2 separate regions of the Danio rerio genome follow, and region 1 is linked to region 2. Evidence: chromatin contacts called from public Micro-C data. All regions are on one chromosome and are shown on one strand. Each heading gives the region's core, a stretch centred on a gene start, on an enhancer-like site or on the middle of the called end of the contact. The rest is flanking DNA. Distances are from core to core; before and after follow the strand shown.

The links. Hi-C and Micro-C count contacts between places; a contact is called where the count stands out from the background.
Region 1: a contact with region 2 is called in a Micro-C map of caudal fin, with 5 times the contacts expected there. The contact joins the promoter of asap1b here to the promoter of si:ch211-69l10.2 in region 2. A contact is called at or near these places in 1 of 18 Hi-C or Micro-C datasets (caudal fin) and 1 of 4 datasets of contacts at active chromatin or transcription factors (embryo).

Annotation. Positions count from the first base shown.
Region 1 is chr24:11,407,877-11,412,877 of GRCz12tu, reverse strand. asap1b (ArfGAP with SH3 domain, ankyrin repeat and PH domain 1b) reads left to right here and starts at 3,734. Exons shown (of 30, transcript XR_012399724.1): 1 at 3,734-3,844; 2 at 4,234-4,307.
Region 2 is chr24:10,770,263-10,775,074 of GRCz12tu, reverse strand. It overlaps si:ch211-69l10.2 (a long non-coding RNA gene), which reads right to left and starts at 1,326. Exons shown (of 3, transcript XR_223045.6): 1 at 1,227-1,326. myca (MYC proto-oncogene, bHLH transcription factor a) reads right to left here. Exons shown (of 3, transcript NM_131412.1): 2 at 4,021-4,649; 3 at 2,629-3,635. The coding sequence ends at 3,028.

The sequences.
Region 1 (5,001 bases), core at 2,485-4,984, 640 kb before region 2:
AACTGGATTTATGCTCCCCAAGTTAAAACAACCAAAAAAACAAACTTTTCTGACATAAATTCACTGCTACAACCTTTGAGGAAATTTCACTGCATTGATTGATTGATTGAATGATTGATTGATTGATTGATTGATTGATTGATTGTGTTGGTAATATTTTGAGATACAGCTTTTATACTGATTTTATATGTTCTGCAATACACAAATTCTGTCTAAATTTTGATTCTGATTTTGATTCTGAAGTGTGACTATTCCTACAAAACAAAGTTGACAACATTTTTTCCATGACACAGATTAAGAACTTTTTCTGAGCTTAACATTGCTGTAAATATTAAAAAGATTTGTTTAACAAATTGTACCATTTTTTATAAATGGAACATGTATCAAAATGATATTTGGCAAAAATGTATCATGTATGTTTTTCTTTATAAATTATATATTTTACATTTTATGAATGAGTAATTTTCATTAATAAATTTGAGTAAATGGTGGTGGATTTGCTTAAATTATAAAAGCACATTCCACTAATAATATTGAAATCCTCATCTTTTAGCGACCCTGGATTAATAAAGGGACTAAGCTGACAAGATGAATGACTAAGCCGACAAGATGAATAATATAATATAATATAATATAATATAATATAATATAATATAATATAATATAATATAATATAATATAATATAATATAATTTAATATAATTAATATATATTACCTGTACATCATCCCCGCTCATCCCAGGCAGGGGCGGACTTAACCAATAAGTGAGGTTAGCCACCTCTTTGGGCCCCAGGGATATAGGGGGCCCCGAACAATGCCAAGAAGCTTATATTAATCATCCTAACGTTATTTAATCATTTTTCTATTATATGTTGTAAAATCTGCTCTGGTTTCCCCCACAAGTCCAAAGACATGTACTATAGGTTAATTGGGTAAGCTAAATTGTCCGTAGCATATATGTGTGGGAATGCATGTGTATAGATGTTTTCCAGTGATGGGATGCAGCTGGAAGGGCATCTGCTGCGTAAACCATATGCTGGATAAGTTGGCAATCCATTCTGCTGTGGTGACCCCAGATTAACAAAGGGACTAAGCCAAAAAAGAATCTGTCTTAAGATTTTAACGTTATTACTTCTTTCCTAAACCGGAGATAGTGGAACATTCCTTTTGTACTGCATATGCAAATATTAAAGTCTAATGACAAATTAATCACACTGTAGCTCATGAGCTTGTTTTATCATTTGTAAATTTACTTTATTTAATTTTACATTAAGAAGGGTCCACTTAATATATTTTTCACATGCAGTTTATTTAAAAAACCCTGAATCTAGACAGAAAAATATATCTATAGAGAATGAGAGTGTTTTGAGTTTCAAAGCTCGGTCCCATTACCTGGAATTGCTTAGGGCCCCCATATCACTAAATCCGCCCCTAATCCCAAGTCACCCATAAATACTGCATGCTCCCTCACTCAGTGTCCGGCCTTGTCTCATCGAGAAGGACAAAAACGGTCAGTGTGTTCCAGTTATTTCCATGAGTACTTACCTTGTCTGCTCCTTGTCTTTCAGTGTTCTCCGTGTCTATTCCTAGTGTGCATCCACTCCATTTTACTCACGATCCTGTGATCTGTCTCATCGCCGCCATCAGTTGCCAGTACACTCCATCACGACTCTCCTTCTGAAAGACAATAGACTTTACCTATTGACATTTAATCCGTTTACTACATCTGCTACAATAAACTGTTTACTTACTCAGTCCTTGTCCACGTCCTCCTTCTGTGACTACAATATAAAAAAATAGAGGGAGGCTCAACTGAACAGAGCTGTTCACACTAAAAACAGTAAAAAGAAGATTGTTAAGAAACCTGATACACTTTAAAAGGTTAAAATGTATATATCATTTAAGAAATATTGCATTTACTTGTTGAAAGAGTGCTGACAGTCTGTGTTTCTGATGGTTGAGTTCTAGAAAATCAGTAATGAGCTGCAGGTGCTTTGTCAGTCACAGATTTGGAAAACAAAAAGGCGGGAAAATTGGCTATAGTGTGTATGAATGAGTGTGTATGGATGTTTCCCATGACTGGGTTGCAGCTGGAAATGCATCTACTGTGTAAAACATATGCTGGATAAGTTGACGGTTCATTCTGCTGTGGCGACCCTTGATGAATAAAGGGACTAAGCCGAAGGAAAAATGAATGAATAAAAAATAGCGGGAAATAATGAACTCTAAATGACCTCAATAAATATTTCAGCATAAATAGAGAACTTCTCTGCAACTCTTACATGGTCAAACATGGATGAGAGACCTGGCTTGCTTCCTGTAGTGGTGTGTTTGAGACCAGCAGGGGGCGCTCAACCTGCAGTCTGTGTTGGTCCTAACGCCCCAGTATATTGATGGGGACTCTATACTGCTCAGTGAGTGCCATCTTTTGGATGAGACATTAAACCGAGGTCCTGACTCTCTGTGGTCATTAAAAATCCCAGGATGTCCTTCAAAAAAAGTAGTGGTTTAACCCTGGCATCCTGGCCAAATTTGCAGACTGGGTTCTGTCCATCATGGCCTCCTAACCATCCCCATATCACAGCTGGCTTCATCACTCTATTTCCTCTCCACCAATCAGCTGGAGTGTTGTGTGTTCTGGCGAAATATGGCTGCCTTTGTGTGATCCAGGTGGATGCTCACACTGAGGAGATTCCTCCAACACCCCCCCCCCCCCCCAAAAAAATGTGTAAAGCGCTATATAAATGTAAGACATTATAAAAAATTATTTAAGACAATATGTTGCTAAACAAAACTATGCAACGAACCATGTTTTTTAAAGGGTACAGATGAAATTATATAAAAAATAAAACTAAAATTGCGTGTTGATTTGAGAACAGTAGATTTGCAAAAAAACAAAAAATAAATAAAAAAAGAAGTATCAAGCCCAGAGAAAATATCCAGGGACAACCTCCTATGATCCCAAGTTTCCCACACCCCCTCCAATGCCATCTGAGTCAGCAAAGACAAAATATTTGCTATTAATTGTAGTACTTCCAGATAAAACAGTTGGAAAATTCCAGGTTACAGAAACCCCTTAGTCTTTGCAGTTCCTTTTTAGATGATGACAATACAACCACCTTGACTATAAATAATCCTGTGTGACTGGAAGCCACCGTATTTCTCCTTAAACAAAATAGGAACCTTCTGGGAATATCAAAACAAAAAGTGCAGGACAATGACATATTTACAGACTAGACAAAAAGTCAGTAAGTGTTTAGAAAAGGGTTAAATGTGTACTGTTAAGGTGATGAATCACACTATTTATCTATTGGATTTTCATAAAAGAACCAAACAAGTAAAGTGTAGCTAAATAAAAATGTAATTATTCAAATGCATAAGTTAATGTGGTTTTAATGACATTAAACTGCCTCAATCGACTGTTTTAAATGACTAAACCCTGTGTTGTTTTTCAACATAAAGTAAAGTATGACTCTGTGCTCTCCATCCTTAACAAAGCCATGCGTGGTATATCACTATCTGTCTGAGCTGAAGGATAATATGTGAGGGTACTTTGCTTTAGCAGGCACATGTTTACACAGATCTCACATTTCCTGTCCCAGGTCTCCTGGATTTCCGTAGTTCCTGAGCCATTAGTTTCTGGATCCTGTAGCCATTGTAACAGGCTATTTTTCAGCACACATGGTCGCTTCTCCCTTCCTCTCTGAGAAGGGAAGAGATCCATGAGTAGACAGTATCTGAACACCCAGTAAACCTTTAAGAAGGGAGGACAGCAAGACTTGAGGTTAACATGAAAAGCACAAAACTGGAATGTAATTACAAGCGTGTGTTGCAGTAATCTTGGTGAGTATATGATGACACATGTATTATTTCTATATGTTTTTTTGATTCTGGTTACAGTTTTTTTAGCACCATTTCTTGTACAAAAAGTAATGTATAAATGTTGTTATTGATATAATCATATTCATATTATTAAAAGCATTGCCACCTCGTGAAAGTACATAAATGTATGCAGTGAATGATATAAATGACTTTAATATTAATTCTGACAAAACCTAGAATGGTTTCTATATCTAATATTTTAAAGAATTAAATTTCACCTTTAGGGTTAGGATAGTGTCAAGAAGGTATTTCAGTTGTGTCTTTACATTATAAAATGTGACAACATTAATCCAAAACGTAGACAAAATGAGCGTTTCAAATGTTATTTTGTTTTTATCTCCCCAAAAAAGCTTCAAGCTGCAGCCATGATGAGGTCATCATCCTCTCGTCTTAGTTTTTCCTCTAAGGAACCCATATGGAACAGGTAAGAAGTGCTGCTTTTAGCTAAATTTACAACCTAATGTCTAAATGTACCTAGTAAATAATGAAGAAGTTACTTCAGTTGTGTGATAAGATTCCATTTGTCAAAGCGACGTTATAAAATTACTTGAAGTAAACTAGCATGCTTTTCACCCTTTGACCTTTAGAAGGCGCACTCGTCGCATGTCTAACATACATAATGTAACTCATCACTGCAATTTATGATTTATTACAGATTAACGACTAGTAATAATACATATAGCATTTATACAGTCAGGTATCTACTGTATAAATATTAAGATAAAAATGAATGCATAGTTTGACAATGCAATAAGAGTAGACTATTTTGTCATGGTAGCCTACACTACAGCCTATCTAGTGTAAGCAGTTTTACATTTGTAAACTCATTTTGACCGACTTTTATTTATTTTATTTAAGTTGCTTTTCTAATTTAACAGGCTAAATTATTTACATAAACTATAATGGGTTTGAAGCCCATAGTATAAACTTAAATAAGCGATATATAAAATTCACTGTTTTATACCAAACTCGTGACATTTCTTCACAGTTTCTTGAAGAAAAGGCTAGCTAGGCTAGCAACATACATTTTAAATACCATTTTGCAGATACATGATGATGCCAACCGCTGGACCGCTGCCCACGGAGGCAGTATGAGTGGGCTTAGTGAGAGTAGAGGC
Region 2 (4,812 bases), core at 77-2,576:
TGTTAAACAGGGTTTTAAGACTGCAATTTGTGTCTGTGTTTCAGACTAACCCCAAGGCCAGGACAGACCTCGACTGTGTATTAGTGTGTGGTCTACCTCCCTCAGTCAGACGTATTCTGCCATTGCCAAAGGGAATCATGTGACCCTAGAGAAGGATGAGCCAGAGAAACCAGTTTCTTTTCTGCTTACAAGTCACTGCTAACATTTGCTGTGATGTATTTTTAAGAGCATAAAGTAATTAATTGTGTTTCTCTTGCTTGCTGTTTTCATACTAGGCGTTTACTGTTACAGACTAAAACGTGAAGCTGTACATCAAAATCTGTGCACCACACCTGTACACTTTTGCAAGGTTTCTGCATACATATGTCAGCTGACAATATACAGAAAATAAAAAATGATTGTATTTTTAAGTCCATATGAACATTTAAAGCACACATGTTTAAAATCAAATCAAAAACAAGAGAACGCAATGGATATTCCGTGCATGGAAACAATAAATGCATGCTGTATGGTCGATTATAACCTTGTTGGTGAGGAATCATGCTTAATTAATATGGAATATGAACGTATTAATGCAGAATACTTTTAAACATTTATTAGAACACCTAATATACTTAATAGCCGTTATATGTTGCAGCTTACTGAGACACAAAAACAATATTTTAATGCAGGAGCAATCATTTATATATATATATATATATATATATATATATATATATATATATATATATATATATATATATATACAATTTTATTTAAAACAGTGAAGATGTTGTGGTGCAATGTGGCTGCAATACTTATCTGATAGACAAAAGGAGCTCAATCAAAGCAAACACATTGCAAATGCTTACTTAAGAACCGTTTGATTTTGCTTTTTTTGTCATATATTAAACATTATTAAGTATATGTGTGATCTGAGGTGTTCATACATTCTCTTATATTGGTTTGGTACACATAACAGCATAAAACAAAGAACATAAAAGATAATAGTCTATAAGTGTTACAATGACACAATCAAATCTTAGATAGGCAGTAATAATAGATACATAAAACATTATGAAAACTGGAAATAATGTGAATAAACATTATGAAACGGCTAACGTCTGAATACATATAATAACAAGCACATATGTCTATTGTCAAAGCATCAGTTTGTGCAGCATGAACACGTGAGGCTCTAAAACAAAATTATAACGCACAGTATTGGAAAAGAATACAGCACCTACCCTCTTTTGTTCCAGAATTGATTCGGTTTCTGCAGATATTCCCTTTCAGGTGTGGAGTTATTCTTTGGATACTTCGTCTCGAGCCCTCTTCCATGTGCTCAGAGCACGCGCTCCGCGGCACGCGCTGCGTACAGTCATACAGTCGATGACGTCACGCAGACCCAATACAGCGGAGTCGGGGAAAAATCACAGCTTTGTGTAGTCAGTGTGGAAGTATCGTCATGCAGGAGACAAACACTGAGCGTTTAAAGAAGGGACAAAGCAGGAGCCTTGCTGCGACAATCATGCTCATTGATTAGCTTCTCATATTGATACATGATATTTATATTTTTATGGATATGAAAACACTATAATCATTTCAATCACCATGTGTCCACACATGGTGAGAATTATGGGACAATATAGATGGTGGCGTCTGACCACTTCATTAAAATAATGGTTGTGGTTAGCTTTAGTAGTAAGCACAGTAGCAGTGGTTATTTCTTGTGTTTACATTTTGCCAGTGTTGGGGAAAAAAAGTAATATATTACAATTTTAGGTCAACCTTATCTCTTTAAAAAAAAGAAAAAAAATATTACCATAAAACAACATAGCACATTTATATTCACATTAGGCCTTAAAAAGTCATTAAAATATTTAGTTAAGTTTTATTTATTTTAGTTAAATAAAATATTTTATTTATTTTATTTAGTTTTTATTTATTTTTTAAGTGACAACAGATTGTAATATATTACTTTTTGCAGAAGGCTAAATTTGTCAATCAGGAACTGAAATAGCTTGCGTACATGTAATAAACATTTAACGCTTGTACTGCTTATTAATTTATATATTAAATAAATAGAAGATCTGAAAAGCTTGCTTAAGCTGAACCACAACATATAGTTTTAAAATGTGTTTAAAGAAATCAAGGCTATAATTCTCACACTGTTTAATTATGTCTCCATAGCTGCTGCACTGATTTCTGAGTGGTTTGCAGCTCAGACTGCATTAACAGAGCTTTGCCACATCCATAGCAGATGCTCTGAGCCTTGCTTCTAGACATGATTGAGAGATCTTAATGACTCAGCTTCGTTAAATCACCTGAAAGGGACTTCTCCTGCAGGCAAAACGGTCCACAACATACATTTCAATAGCTTTCATTTTTGACTTCTGAATGCCAAATCAGAGGGGGGTCAAGTTCATCTTGATGCAGGGATGCAAGTATTTATATTCTTTAATCATGCTTTTAAGTATTGTCTGTGTATTTCATGCAGCAATCCCACATAACATTTTGGACAGGCATCTTTTCGTTGTAAACAAAATGCAGTATTATACATTACTTAGCTATTTTTTCTGAATAAACACTCTACAAACATTTCAATAGTGTCTAATCTGTGTGTATAATGAGACCAAGAGAGTCAAGTTCAGAAAGAAATTCCTTTATGATTGAGTGAAAACATTGAAAACGAATATGGTTTATGAGAACACATAGCTAATACAGGTTCAAAAATATTTTTCTTAGGAAATATTAATTCGTTATATACAAAAACTTACAAAAACATTTTAATCTAGGGCTGCGCAGCCCTATATTTTTCTTATTTTATTAATAAAAATAAATCCCTTAAATACAAATTACTTGAACAAACTTGTAGTTTCCAACCAAACTGGCAGTTTCAAACATGAAAAAAGTTGACAATATTCAAAAGGAAAAAAAAAAATGCATTTGACATGCAACGTTCAAACTATACACAGCAACAGTCTTGCATAAAAAAGCAGGGGGTGGGAGTTCTTGGAAAGTCTTTTCGCTTGTGACACAGATTCATTAATGTGAACTCCGCAGCTGCTGAAGCCTGTGTTTTAACTGTTCGCTCTTTCGCCTCAGCTGTTCTTTGATGGACAGCAGCCTCTGCTCGTCCAACTGCATGCTGTGGATGCACTCTGTCGCCTTCTTTAGGATAACCACTTTAGCAGCTTTCTCGTTATTCGCGACCTCAGGGATCTCATCCCGTAGCGCGAAAAAGCTGAGTTTGAGTTCATTCCTGCGCTGTCGCTCCAGCACATTGTGAGTCCTGCGTTTGTCATTGTCCTCAGAATCCGATGTCCGAGGACTCGCACACTTGCGCTGCTTCACATGCCTGTTGCTGCTGCTGCTGCTGTTGATGCTGTGATTGTTGCTAGCCTCAAGTCGTAGCCTCTTGACAGCAGGCTGGTCATGCCGCGTTGACGGATGGGCGGCGTAGTTGTGCTGGTGGGTGGAGACGTGACAGCGCTTCAAAACTAGGGGACTGGGGTACCTCGACTCTGAAGCATCCGTCTCGTGCCTTTTCTGTCGCTTTTCCACAGTCACCACATCAATTTCTTCCTCCTCTTCCTCCTCTTCTTCCTCCTCCTCTTCTTCTTCCTCCTCCTCATCCTCTTCTTCTTCATCTTCTGCAATTGAATTTTAAAAAATGTTAATTATTATTACCTTGCAAAAAACGTCCCAACATTACACAGCAGAGTGAATACAACGGAATTTGGCAAGTGGCTTTCCACAATGGGTGGGGTAAGGGGGGGTGTGAAATCTCTGCATTCCAGTCCCCGCCCACTTTCCTCATCAGCTGATATTTGAACATTGCAGCCTTTCCTACAGAACTGACTCGGGTCGAACAGGGGGAGGTGGAGGGATCTTACGCAACTACCACTTGCATCAAGGGTACAAGGATAAAGTCCCGTGACCGGCACGCTCCACCTCAGCGGTGACAAGTAGAGGTCACTTACAAACGCGAGCATGCATTACATCAGGATGTGGGGAGATCTAAATGACATAACATACCTGAATCGCTGCCACTGCTGCTGGAGCTGTTAGGTGGAGTGTCCAGGACCAGCATGGGCTGTGGTGATGCAACCTTGCCGGCTTTCCCACACTCTGTCAGAGGATATGGGAAGACCACAGAGGGATCGATGCATTCTGATGCAGAGGTGCTCAGATCCTGCAAATAGCTCGCGTTTAGTCGATTTGAGTTGCTGTCAGACATCAGTTCCTTCCTTTCCGCGTGCAAAGACGCCAGTCTCTCTGAAACCACTTTCTCCAACTTGGCAGCGGCAGAAAAGCCGCTCCACATGCAGTCCTGGATGATGATGGACTTGATGAAGGACTGGGAGTAGTCCGCATCATCGCAGATGAAGCTCTGGCTGACCACGTCGTCTCCCAGGAACTCGCTGACCATCTCCAGCTGTTCCGCGGTGGAGAGCGACTGTCTCCGGCTGGGCGAGAGGGGCGGTGTGGGCAGCAGTTCGAATTTCTTCCAAATGTCCTCGCTGGGGGCTGAAGGTTGAGTCTGTCCTTGCTGATGGTGATAAAAATCCTCATCGTCGTTGTCGAAGTAGAAGTAGGGCTGGATGGAGTCGTAGTCGTAATCGTAGTTTTTACACGCCAAACTCGCACTCACCAGCATTTTGACACTTGAGGAAGGAGATAAAAAAAAACAAATATGAATCACTACGGTGCAGAGGCAACGTCTAACTAAACACACAACACAAAAGCTTCACCAAAAAAACTGCACATATAAAGATATTCAAGCGTGTAAATAACACAAGCAACTGACAGCGTGTGTAAAAACAGCGA